Regions from separate parts of the Mus musculus genome. Here region 2 is linked to region 1. The links are chromatin contacts, called in public targeted proximity ligation maps. All regions are on one chromosome and are shown on one strand. The core of a region is the stretch at or near the end of the contact, and the rest is flanking DNA. Distances in the headings are between cores, read along the strand shown.

Region 1 (4,988 bases), core at 1,518-4,017:
ACAATCCACAGGAACCTGAGAGGGAGCCAAGGGTACTTAGTGCTGGGACCTCTATGAAGGTCACGCAGGAAAATCAGCCTTAGCTTTGCTGTCTCCGTCACCTCACGGATTATAAGGCACTCTGGCTGTTCTATGTGGACACCCCAGCCGACATTCCAGTCGGTGACTGGGACACAGCCTCCCTCCTCCATGACTGCTGACGCTCAGAAGTAAGTGTCCCTAGAGCCTCCATTGCTGGAGCTGGCCCTGCTTCTCACAGGACTCACAAATGTAGAGACCCTCAACTCCAGAGTGCTGAATGGAATACATGGGGGGGGGGGTTAGTGTGTCTGTCTGTCTGTCTGTTTGCCTGCCTGCCTGTCTGTCTGTCTGCCTGTCTGTCTGTCTGTCTGTCCGTCTGCCTGTCTGTCTGTCTGTCAGACAAGCACTCTACCATTCAGCTACATATCTAGCTTTTTTTCCTTTGGAGACGGAATCTAAGTTAACCCAGATCTGCCTCAAACTTGTGATGTTTTGCCTCAGCCTACCAAGTAGCTGAGATTATCCTTAAGCACCACCATACCCAGCTATCCAGACATTCTTATGCCTTAAAAAACAGAGGGAGGCATTAGGACTGCAACTCACTTACTTGGTAGAATGCTTCCCTAGTACGCAAAGGACCTACTAGATTCGATGTCCAGCATCAAAGAAAACCATGCATGGAATCACATGCCTATAGTCCTAGGATCCAGAAAGTGGGGGCAGAAGGATGAGAAGTTTAAAACCATCTTTGGTTACATAGCTACTTCGAGGCCAGCTTGGGATACATGATGCTCTATCTCAAAACAACAAGAAGGAAGGGAGGGGAAGGGAAGGGAAGGGAAGGGAGGGGAGGGGAAGGGAAGGGAAGGGAAGGGAAGGGAAGGGAAGGGAAGGGAAGGGAAGGGAAGGGAAGGGAAGGGAAGGGAAGGGAAGGGGGGAGGAAGAGTAAGCAAATGATAGAAGAGTGTATGGTCACTGAATTACAACTTATACAAAGGGAGCTTACAATGCCCATCTGAAATTAAAATATCATCAAAATAACTAGGGAGGGTTCTGGAAATCTCTAATGGCACAGTAAGAAGGATGCAAAATATTGTTCTGAATCAAGGCACCTATTTCACAGACACATAAATTACAAGATTGCCTCACGGGTACCTAATAATTAGTGGTAATGTGTCAGCGTTAAATCTAGGTCTCATACACTGTGAAATAATCAGGGCTCATTCCAAGTTATGGTCAGCCACAAGATGTCTTTGAATGCAGCAGCCTACATGGGGCCAAAGAGCCCCACGGCCCATCTCATTTGTATGCAGAGAATCCTCAATTGCATGTGCTGGTTTAGACTCCAGTTCTTCAGGGCCTCAGGAAGCGTGACTCTCTAGTTAATCAATCTTGAAGGTTAGTCCTCAAACAAAGCATGTTAGTCTCCCATGATTCTCTCAACAGATGAAGGGCCCCCGGGTCTCTAAGTGCTGGGAAACAGAGCCAGATCCCTGGCCTACCTTATGTAGAGTAAATGAAGGGAGGAATGTATAGTATAGTTAAGCCATTTTGTTCTAACCATTCTAATGAAGCTGGCACAATCAAAGAATCGTTTTTAAGTAGCCACCGTAGTTACCATTTCTTGTCCTCGCTGTGAGGTATAATTTAGGACACCTACAAGTAAGAATGAACAAATGGAACCGGCCGTGCATAGTGGCACAGGCCTTTAATCCCAGCACACAGAAGGCAGAAGCAGGCAGATCTCTGTGAGTTCAAGGCCATCCAGTTTACATGGTGAGTTCCAAGGCCACCAGGGTTATATAATGAGACCTGTTCAAATAAAATAAAATAACTACATGGAATCCGAGATATACATTTGTTTGTTTGTTTGTTTGTTTATTTGTTTGTTTGTTGGGGGCATGCCACAGCATGCATCTGGAGGTCAGAGTGCAACTTGTAAGAGTCTGTTCTTTCCTTCTGCCATGAGTCCTGGGGATCGAGTCAGGCCATCAGGCTAGAACCATCACCCTGGCCCTGAGCCTTTGTTTGTTACATTGATGACAGAGCTTCCTTTACACCAGTATGCGGGTCACATGCACCCCACCTACTCCACACTGACAAGAAAGTAGCATCAGTTCCAACTACCACTTCATGAGCAACCAAAACTCTACTGGGCAGCTGGATGTTCATGGCGGTGATTCTTACTAACGCACTACCGAGGAAAAGCATGTAATTAAGACAATTCTGTTTACTAACTGAGGTACCCATACATGACAATTTTCGAGGCCATCTCTGGAACAGAGTCTGATTTTTTTTTAAACAATTTCAAAACTTTTTGTTAAAATCCAAAAGGAATAAGAAGCAGAAAAATAAGAATATACTTTAAACATGGAAAATGTTAGCCTTTTGTGCAAAATACTTACTCTAGACTGCTACATACAGGCATATGCTTTACCCTAAGGACAACCACAAGTATTTAAAACCTATTCTCCAGCACTATCATTGTCCTGGGCATGGGAGTGCTCTGCTGATAGTAGCCAATGAATGAAGGTCTGGGTTTCCATGGAAACGTGAGTTTGAAGGAACTGGGACAAACTGACCCTCTTTTGTTCAAGCTGATCAACAACCTGAAGTAATCGCAGTCACAATCAGAAGAGGGCACACAAAAGGACTGCTCCTTACAAAGGAACACTCACATGTTCCAGGCTGGTGTGGACATAACTGGAAACGAGGACAGCTGGTCTCCCAAGGGGCTGGATGGGGGCCAATGGCCAGTCTTGCCCCAGCCTCCTCCACACAGCCACAGAAGCATAAGAGTGAACTGGCCCTAGAGCTGGAAGGGGAAGTGAAGAGCCTCCTGGGGAGACACACAGAACCCTAAGCAGCCAGTCCACAGGCTAAGCAGGCTGCCTCAATGCTCTTGGCTAGGTCACTACACTCTGGAAAGCAGGAAGCAGTCATTGGGGTAGCCAGGGAAAGTGCCTCCTCAGGGTGTGGCTGTGGCTGCTGAGCTGAGAGCCAAAGAAACCCACAGCCAAGCACTGGGCTAGGGGAAGAAAGACCTAGGCAAGCAATGCCCAGTATGTGAAGGGGGAGGTGAAGCCAGGAGGTGCCAAAGCTGGACAGCTAAACCCAGATCTGCAAAACAATGCCCCAGGTGCACTGAAGCATCCCTAAAATCCCAGTTCTGGGGCTCAGAGACAGGAGGGTGCAGAGAACAAGGCCAGCCTCAGTTACACATGGAGTTCAAAGTTGAGACTGTCTTGGAAAAAAAAAAAAAAAAAAGGCCCCACTGGTTTCTCTAATGCAACAAGGCCTCTTCCCTACATTGACCTCTGGCACATTCCAACACTCAGGAAGCAAGGGAGGGGAACCTGGGCAACACAGAAAGGAAGGAAAGGAGGGAGGGAGGGGTGCAATACACACCCAAGTGGGGGGAGGGGGAGGGGAGAGTTGAGCCTGTATTACGAAGTTATCTTCTCAAGGCAGGAAAACTAAGCTCCAAAAGGCAGACTTGTGTGGTTCAGAGGAAGAGCCAGGCACAGCTGAAAGGCACTGCCAGTTTCTTTCTACACACATTGTGTTCATTTCTTAAACTAATGTATTTGGTGCAGGGTGTGTGTGTGTGTGTGTGTGAGAGAGAGAGAGAGAGAGGGAGAGGGAGAGAGAGAGAGAGAGAGAGAGAGAGGAGACAGAGACAGAGAGAGATGTGTGTGTGTGTGCACATGTGTGCCTCCAGAGGACAAAGAGGACATCAGATCCTCTGAAGCTGGTGTTCCTGGCAGCTGTGAGCCACCTGGGAATTGAATCCTCTGCAAGAAACACTAAGCCATCTCTCATCTCTCAGCCGCTGCTTCGTTTGTTTGTGTTGGTTTTGTTGCGTAAGAAGAGGTCTTCTAAGTAGTACAGACTGGCCTTGAACTCTCCATGGTCAGCCTCAGCCTCCTAAATGCTGGTTTTACAGGCATGCATCACTACACCTGGCTATAATGCTGTCTTACTAAGATGCATATAAACCCATGTAGCATAGTGACTGAGACTTAACTTATGAGCTGACAGTCTCAGCCTTACCCAGTTGCAAGCCCTTATTTTAAGTTATAAAATCATATCACTTACTTTAAGTTAGATTAATATTTTACAACTAGTCTAGTTCGCTTGTTTCTCTGACAAAACGCTGACTGAAAACAACTAGAGGAAGAAAGCATTTATCTCAGCTCACAACTCTCAGGTCACACCCTATCACTGAGGGAAGTCAGGGCAGGAACCTGGAAGCAGGATTAGAGCAAAGCCCAGGAGGGAGTATTGCTTACTGGTTTGGTCTTCATGTCTTACTAAGCCTGCTTTCTATAGCACTCAGAACCACCTGCCCCCAGGGGTGGCACCGCCCACAGTGAGCTAACCCTCCCTCACCAGTCATCAATCAAGAAAATACCCCACAGACCATCTGAAGGACACATCTTCTCAATTCAATTTCCCTCTTTCCAGGCACCACTTGCTTATATCACATTGACAAAAACTAGCTGCCACAATGACACTCTCTATCCAATATTCTGCCACTACAACGTCACAGTTCGAACGCCTGGCCTTATGACAAAAGTTAATGATAGAAATACAGTAGCAGACTGCTCGGCAACAATGAGTGGCACATGCAGAAACAGTGTTACCTAATACTAATTTACAGTGACCTGAAAAGGTGGGACATGAGACAGTATATACATGCTGGTTATAACTTTTCTGGGTGTTATGCATGCTGCATGTTCTTCGTATGGCACATATGTGTGGGGCACGTGTGTGGATGTCAGTGCATGTATCCATGTATGTACATATGGAAGCCACAGCAGGACAGTGGGGACTTCCTCTGTTACTCACTGACGTAATGCCTTGACCAGGGACTCTCAGTGAACAAGAAGCTCATCATGTTGGTGAGGCTGTATTGGCCAATGGATTCACAGGATCTGCCTATATCTGGCCCTCAATGTTGGATT
Region 2 (5,463 bases), core at 123-2,622, 620 kb after region 1:
GAGGTTATAAAAGTCATGTTCAAGAAGTTCTTGGTCCCCAAAATGCAGCTCTGGGTGATGGTGTAGACTTTTAAGATATAGTGCTTTGCAGGATGTCCTGGGATGGTCAGAGTGTACCCTCAATAAAGATTATTTCTTGTGGAAACCCGAGAGTGGTTTTTGTTTATTTGTTTTTGGGGTGGGGGTGAGACAGGGTTTCTCTGTATAACTCCGGCTGTCCTGGAACTCACTTTGTAGACCAGGCTGGCCTTGAACTCAGAAATCCGCCTGCCTCTGCCTCTGCCTCCCGAGTGCTGGGATTAAAGGCGTGCACCACCACGCCCGGCTGTTTGTTTGTTTGTTTGTTTGTTTGTTTATTTATTTATTTATTTAAATAAAACCTGGTTGTTATTTTTTTAAGGTCATAGTACACAGAGCTTATTATCAAAATGTTGTGTGTCTTTGAACCATCTTAAAACAAATAATAATAATAATAACAATAAAAATAATATAGTTATTATCATGCATAATAATAATAATAATTAATAAATAAAGTAGCAGCAGCAGCAGCAGTAGATGCCCAGATAGCTTCCTAATAGTTGAAGATACAAAATCAGTGGGCTCTGGCACGCTGAATCTCAGCACGTGACGTACAGAAGGGAACCCAGAATACTCTTGCCTGCCATATTTGAATCTGGAAGTTTCCAACCTCCTTTTCACTGTGGACAGGTGCACACTGCTATAAAGGATTAGGAAAGGGAGCCACCAGCGTCTGACTCACCCTCTAAAGGAAGCAGGAATGGCAGCCCTGACCACAAGCTTGCGTGCGCTTTCAGTAGAGAATGTGCAGCTGATCCAGACTGTCAGGACTCTCTGAGCTCTAAGCATTAATAGTAATATGCTGGCACCAAGGGAAATCTCCAATCTTACCAAAAGTGTAAGCCAAAATGTAACAGACAAATCCAGCCTGTTAGCCTATGTTACGCCTTGATCTAGGGATAGGCTATGGTGGCAGGGGCAAGGGGGAAAAGACATGTGGATAGAGTCTTTGACCTAAGACTATGAGAATGTCTGTAGCAGAAACAATAGGTGTCTTAGTCCACTCAGGCCATATCACAACATACCAAATGGCTGGCCTATAAACATCAGAACCATAATTCTGATAGCCCCAGGGTACAAGGAGTTGTGGATCCAGGCTGAAGCACATTTGGTATTCAGTGAGGGCCTGCTTTCCTAGTCATAGACAGTGAGTCTTAGCTGTATCCTTCCTTCTTGGGAGAAGAAGGAGTCAGTGCTCTGGGGACTCTTTTAAAAATGCTTTACACAATGCCTTAAAAGGGCCCTTGTGACGTAATCCCCCTTTAATGGCTCCACTGTCTAATAACATCACATCTGTAAGCGGCAGTACAATGTGTGCATTTGGAGGGACACACACAGTCCACGCATAGCAATAGTCTAGCAGTGAATTAGAACCATTCTCTGTTGAAAATTTGAGATAAAGAAATTAGTAACTTTCTAGAAAGGAATTTTGTACATATTCAGGAATATTAAAAAGCAGAGAGAGAGAGAGAGAGAGCCGCTACTGTTTGTCTCTATTTCACCTTTGACTCTTTGCCTGACCTTGACTTTGGAGAATGTATCTTCTTGTTACTGATGCTGCTAGGTGAAAAAGAACTCTCTTGGAAGCTTTGCCCATACTCAAGTCACTGTAATAGCATGAAGGTCCAAAGACAGACTTCCTTAGAGTAGGCTCAGACCTTTGCTGCTCTCTACCCATCCTCCCTAGGGCCATGATCTAGTCAATGTCTTCAAAAAGGAGCCATCCTCTTCCTCCTGCGAGTAGCTGTCACACCATGGAGCTGGAGCTCCCTCTTGTTGCCCTACACAAATACTGTGACTGGAGTAGAACTCAGGGGAGGGAGGAGTTATCATTTCGGGTTCATTGTCTGAAGGCATCTGGTGTCCCCCGTTAGCCACCCTCTGCGGCCATTGCTCAGCTTGCAGGTATCATTTTGAGAGGAAAGGAAAAGTAACAGCTGTGTTACTGAGTGTGTACACGACCCACATTAGTCACACTTACCGGGGTTTAAGTTATGACTCTGTCACCTTTGTCCCTTCAATGGCCAGCTTTTAAAGTAAACTGTACTGGCATTCTTGACATGCCTCCCTTGGGGCAAGACCTCACTTTCCTCTGATCATTTTTTTCCCTCAGATGATTTTCTTGTCACATAAAGTGCACAACACTCACTGTAGAGAAAATCTCTTATATTCTGTATGGATGCATCACTTGTCAATAACAACAACAACAACAATAATAATAATAATAATAATAATAATAATAAGCCTATGGCCAAAGAGCTGAGGCAGGATTAGGAGGTGGGGTATCCAGCAGAGAGAGAGAGAGAGAGAGAGACAGACAGACAGACAGACAGACAGAGACAGAGAGACAGAGAGGGAGAGACAGAAAGATGGAGGGAGTGGGGATAAAGAGGAATTCAAAAACAGTCAGAAGTGTGGGAGATTAGTCAGGAACTCTGAGAAGAGGTAACAAGCCATGTGGTGCTTTGTAGAACAGAATAACCAGATAATTGAGTCATGAGCTAGTCAGGGGAACAAGCCCTAGCTTATGGCCGAGGCGTTTATTTATAAAATATTCAGTCTCAGAGCCCTTACTCTGGGAACAAAGTGGCTGGGTAGGAAAGCTTGATGTTATAACTCACAATTATTTACGTCTCTGTTGTTGTTGTTGTTGTTGTTGTTGTTGTTGTTGTTTTCTCTAGCTAACTTTGCACTTCCTGGGGACAAATCCTTCCCATATCCACGAGGTCACTGTTTCATGGACTAAGTGGATAAGTGACAAGCTCTTTCTCCATCTTTGTTTACACGAATCTTTTTTTTTCCTCAGGGATTAGGGGGTCAGACTTCTCCCATCGTGCCTATAAAAGTGTGATTGCAAAGGAAACTTTCTATCCTCAAGGAAGGACTCTTAGGCTCCAGCTCTGTACTTGAATCACCTGGGAAATACAGCAGACATAAACCCACTTCCCCAGGCCAATGGGCACAGACTCTCTGTGGGGAGGGTCTGAATATCAGCATCTTCCCACAGCTTCTTTGATGGCTCTATCCGATAGTCTGCATCAGGACCACAGTCTTTAGGCCATCCTGGTGCTCTTCAAGATCCTCTAGAAGAGGAGGCAGCATAGAGAAGATCTGAAGATAGCCCTGGGACTAATTGTATTTGATGTTAATTCTGTTCTCCTGTGAGGGGCTGCGAACAAGGAATGAGTCAGCACTCAGGTGATTTCCTGTAAACCTGCTTCCCACCTTAATTTATAAATAAAGCCTAGAGCCAGTGATTGGGTGGATAAAGAGGGGAAGGTGGAGCTGAAGGTTTTTGGGGAGAGAGAGAGAGAGAGAGAGAGAGAGAGAGAGAGAGAGAGAGAGAGAGAGGATGACAGAGGAGGAGGAGGAGGAAGGAAAGTGGAGCAGAAGCACCCAGCCCAGAGAAACCACAAGTTATAAGGGCTCTCTTCTTTGGGGAAGATGGTAGTGTAGTGGTAGATCCGCCCAATCTAGGCGCATGGCATGTATTCATATTAATTGAGTTGTGTCTTCATTGCCCAGGCTTATTTGAGTACCACAACAGAGAAGAGGTACTAGGAAGTGCCACTGCCATCTCTGGGCAGAGACCTGCAGAAGGGAGGTGCCTCCAGTGGTGTTATGTGGGCTTGTATTACCCACAGATCTTTAAAAAGGGTTTTCTTTAAATCTAGCTGATCCAACTTTTAGACACAACATTAAGAACTTTAATCTTCACATTTCTTTCCCCACTACTGTGTCCCCTCTTCTAACTACCACCCTCTAAATAGTTGTCTACCTTCTGACCCAAATGTTGAGAGTTCCACTTGACCACTATCAAGGTCACCATGAAGTCCCTTCATGACTACAGAGAATCTTGTTTTAAAACAGGTGTTAAGACGAGTGAGCAGAAAGAAGAGTGAGGAAAGAGGCCACAGAAGCCTAACCAAGTAGGAATGAAAGGTGTAGCCCAAACACAGCTTTAAATCAAGACCATAAAAACCCTGTCAAACATGGTCAGAGTAAAAACCCTGTCAAACATGGTCAGAGTAAAGTGTATTAATATCACTTAATCAAAATAAAATGTGTTACTATCTTAACACTGAAACCTCCAGGTGGACCACACAGTATTGACTCAGGGATCTGTGATGTGATGAACAAGCCCTCTCGGAGTCTTGAATTTGTATGTAAGAATGAAATGATAACCCGATGTTCATTTTTGAGATGTGAAGAAACTGTGCTCCAAGAGGGTGACCTGACTTACGGTCATATTACTACCTCGGAGCGAAGACAGAAGTGGCACCAAGGGTTGCAGATGACACTCTAAAAGGATCGAATACTGCCCTTGGCACCATAGGACAGCATCAAAAATCAAGAGAAACAGGGAAGTCACTCACAGCTCAGTGACAGCGTGCATGCTCATCCTTCAAAAGGTGCTGGGGTCAATGCTGAGAGGAGAGGAGAAGGAGGGGTGGGGAGGCACCAGAATTCCTCTCTGCGCTTCTGGAAGCACATTCCTACCGTCGTTATGAGCTGACTGGGGATTTGGGAATTGACTGCCAGCATCCTTGGATCTCTCTCTTCAGCTTGGCCACTATTCTGACCCTCGTCTCCCCGGTGGATTCTTTCTGGTCCCTGTGAAACAGAAGGGCTGTGGACCTAGCCCCTCCTATAGCAGGCCTCCTGGATTACTTCCTCCATCTGTTCTGCCTCCCACCCTCGGGTCAAGACGTCATCGTCCTCAGATCATCATTTGGTCCAAGGATTTCTCCGTGATGCTCACAATTGTTTACTTTCCTCTGTGCTCCTCTTCTGGCCATTCCCCGGGGTCAGCTTTGGACTCTCTGGGGACAAACCCTTCCCTTGTCATCCTGTGCTTCCCACACCCACGAGGTCACCGTTTCATGGACTAAATGGATAAGTGACAAGGACAATGAAGAGAAGCCATTTCCCCATCTTTGTTTACACCAATGTTCTCTCTTGGAGGGGACAGACTTGTCCCACTGTGCCTATAAAAGTGTGATTGTAGAGGTAGCATTCTAAACTCAAGGTCCTTCTGGTTGCTTGCTGCAAAAGTGAGGACTTGAAGAATGGAACGTTAAGGGTGATTTAGAAGCCATGTTGACTCAGTACTCTGTGAGTTAATCAAGGAAGCCTCTAAGGGGCTGGTGGGGAAGAATGAATCAGAGCCCCCCCCCCCACCTTAGTTTGCTTAAAGGCTTTATTGCATGTTACACTTGACATACAGCCCATCATAAAATCAATGCAGAGACGCAAGGCAGGAACCCAGAGAGAGAAACTGAAGCCCAGACCCTGAATGAACACTGCTTACTAGCTTATTCTGCAGTCTACCCAGCTTGCTTTTTGTTTGTTTTGTTTTGTTTTCCAAACAGGGTTTTTCTGGGT

What was found.
Region 2: a targeted proximity ligation map of pancreatic cancer cells shows a contact between it and region 1. A contact is called at or near these places in 1 of 130 datasets of targeted methods (pancreatic cancer cells) and 1 of 9 other capture datasets (embryonic stem cells).

Annotation. Positions count from the first base shown.
Region 1 is chr19:24,014,259-24,019,246 of GRCm38.p6, forward strand. All of the region lies in intron 2 of Fam189a2 (family with sequence similarity 189, member A2), which reads right to left. Among named protein-coding and RNA genes, the nearest start is that of Fam189a2, 14 kb to the right of the region's middle.
Region 2 is chr19:24,640,444-24,645,906 of GRCm38.p6, forward strand. No RefSeq gene overlaps it. Among named protein-coding and RNA genes, the nearest start is that of Tmem252, 31 kb to the right of the region's middle.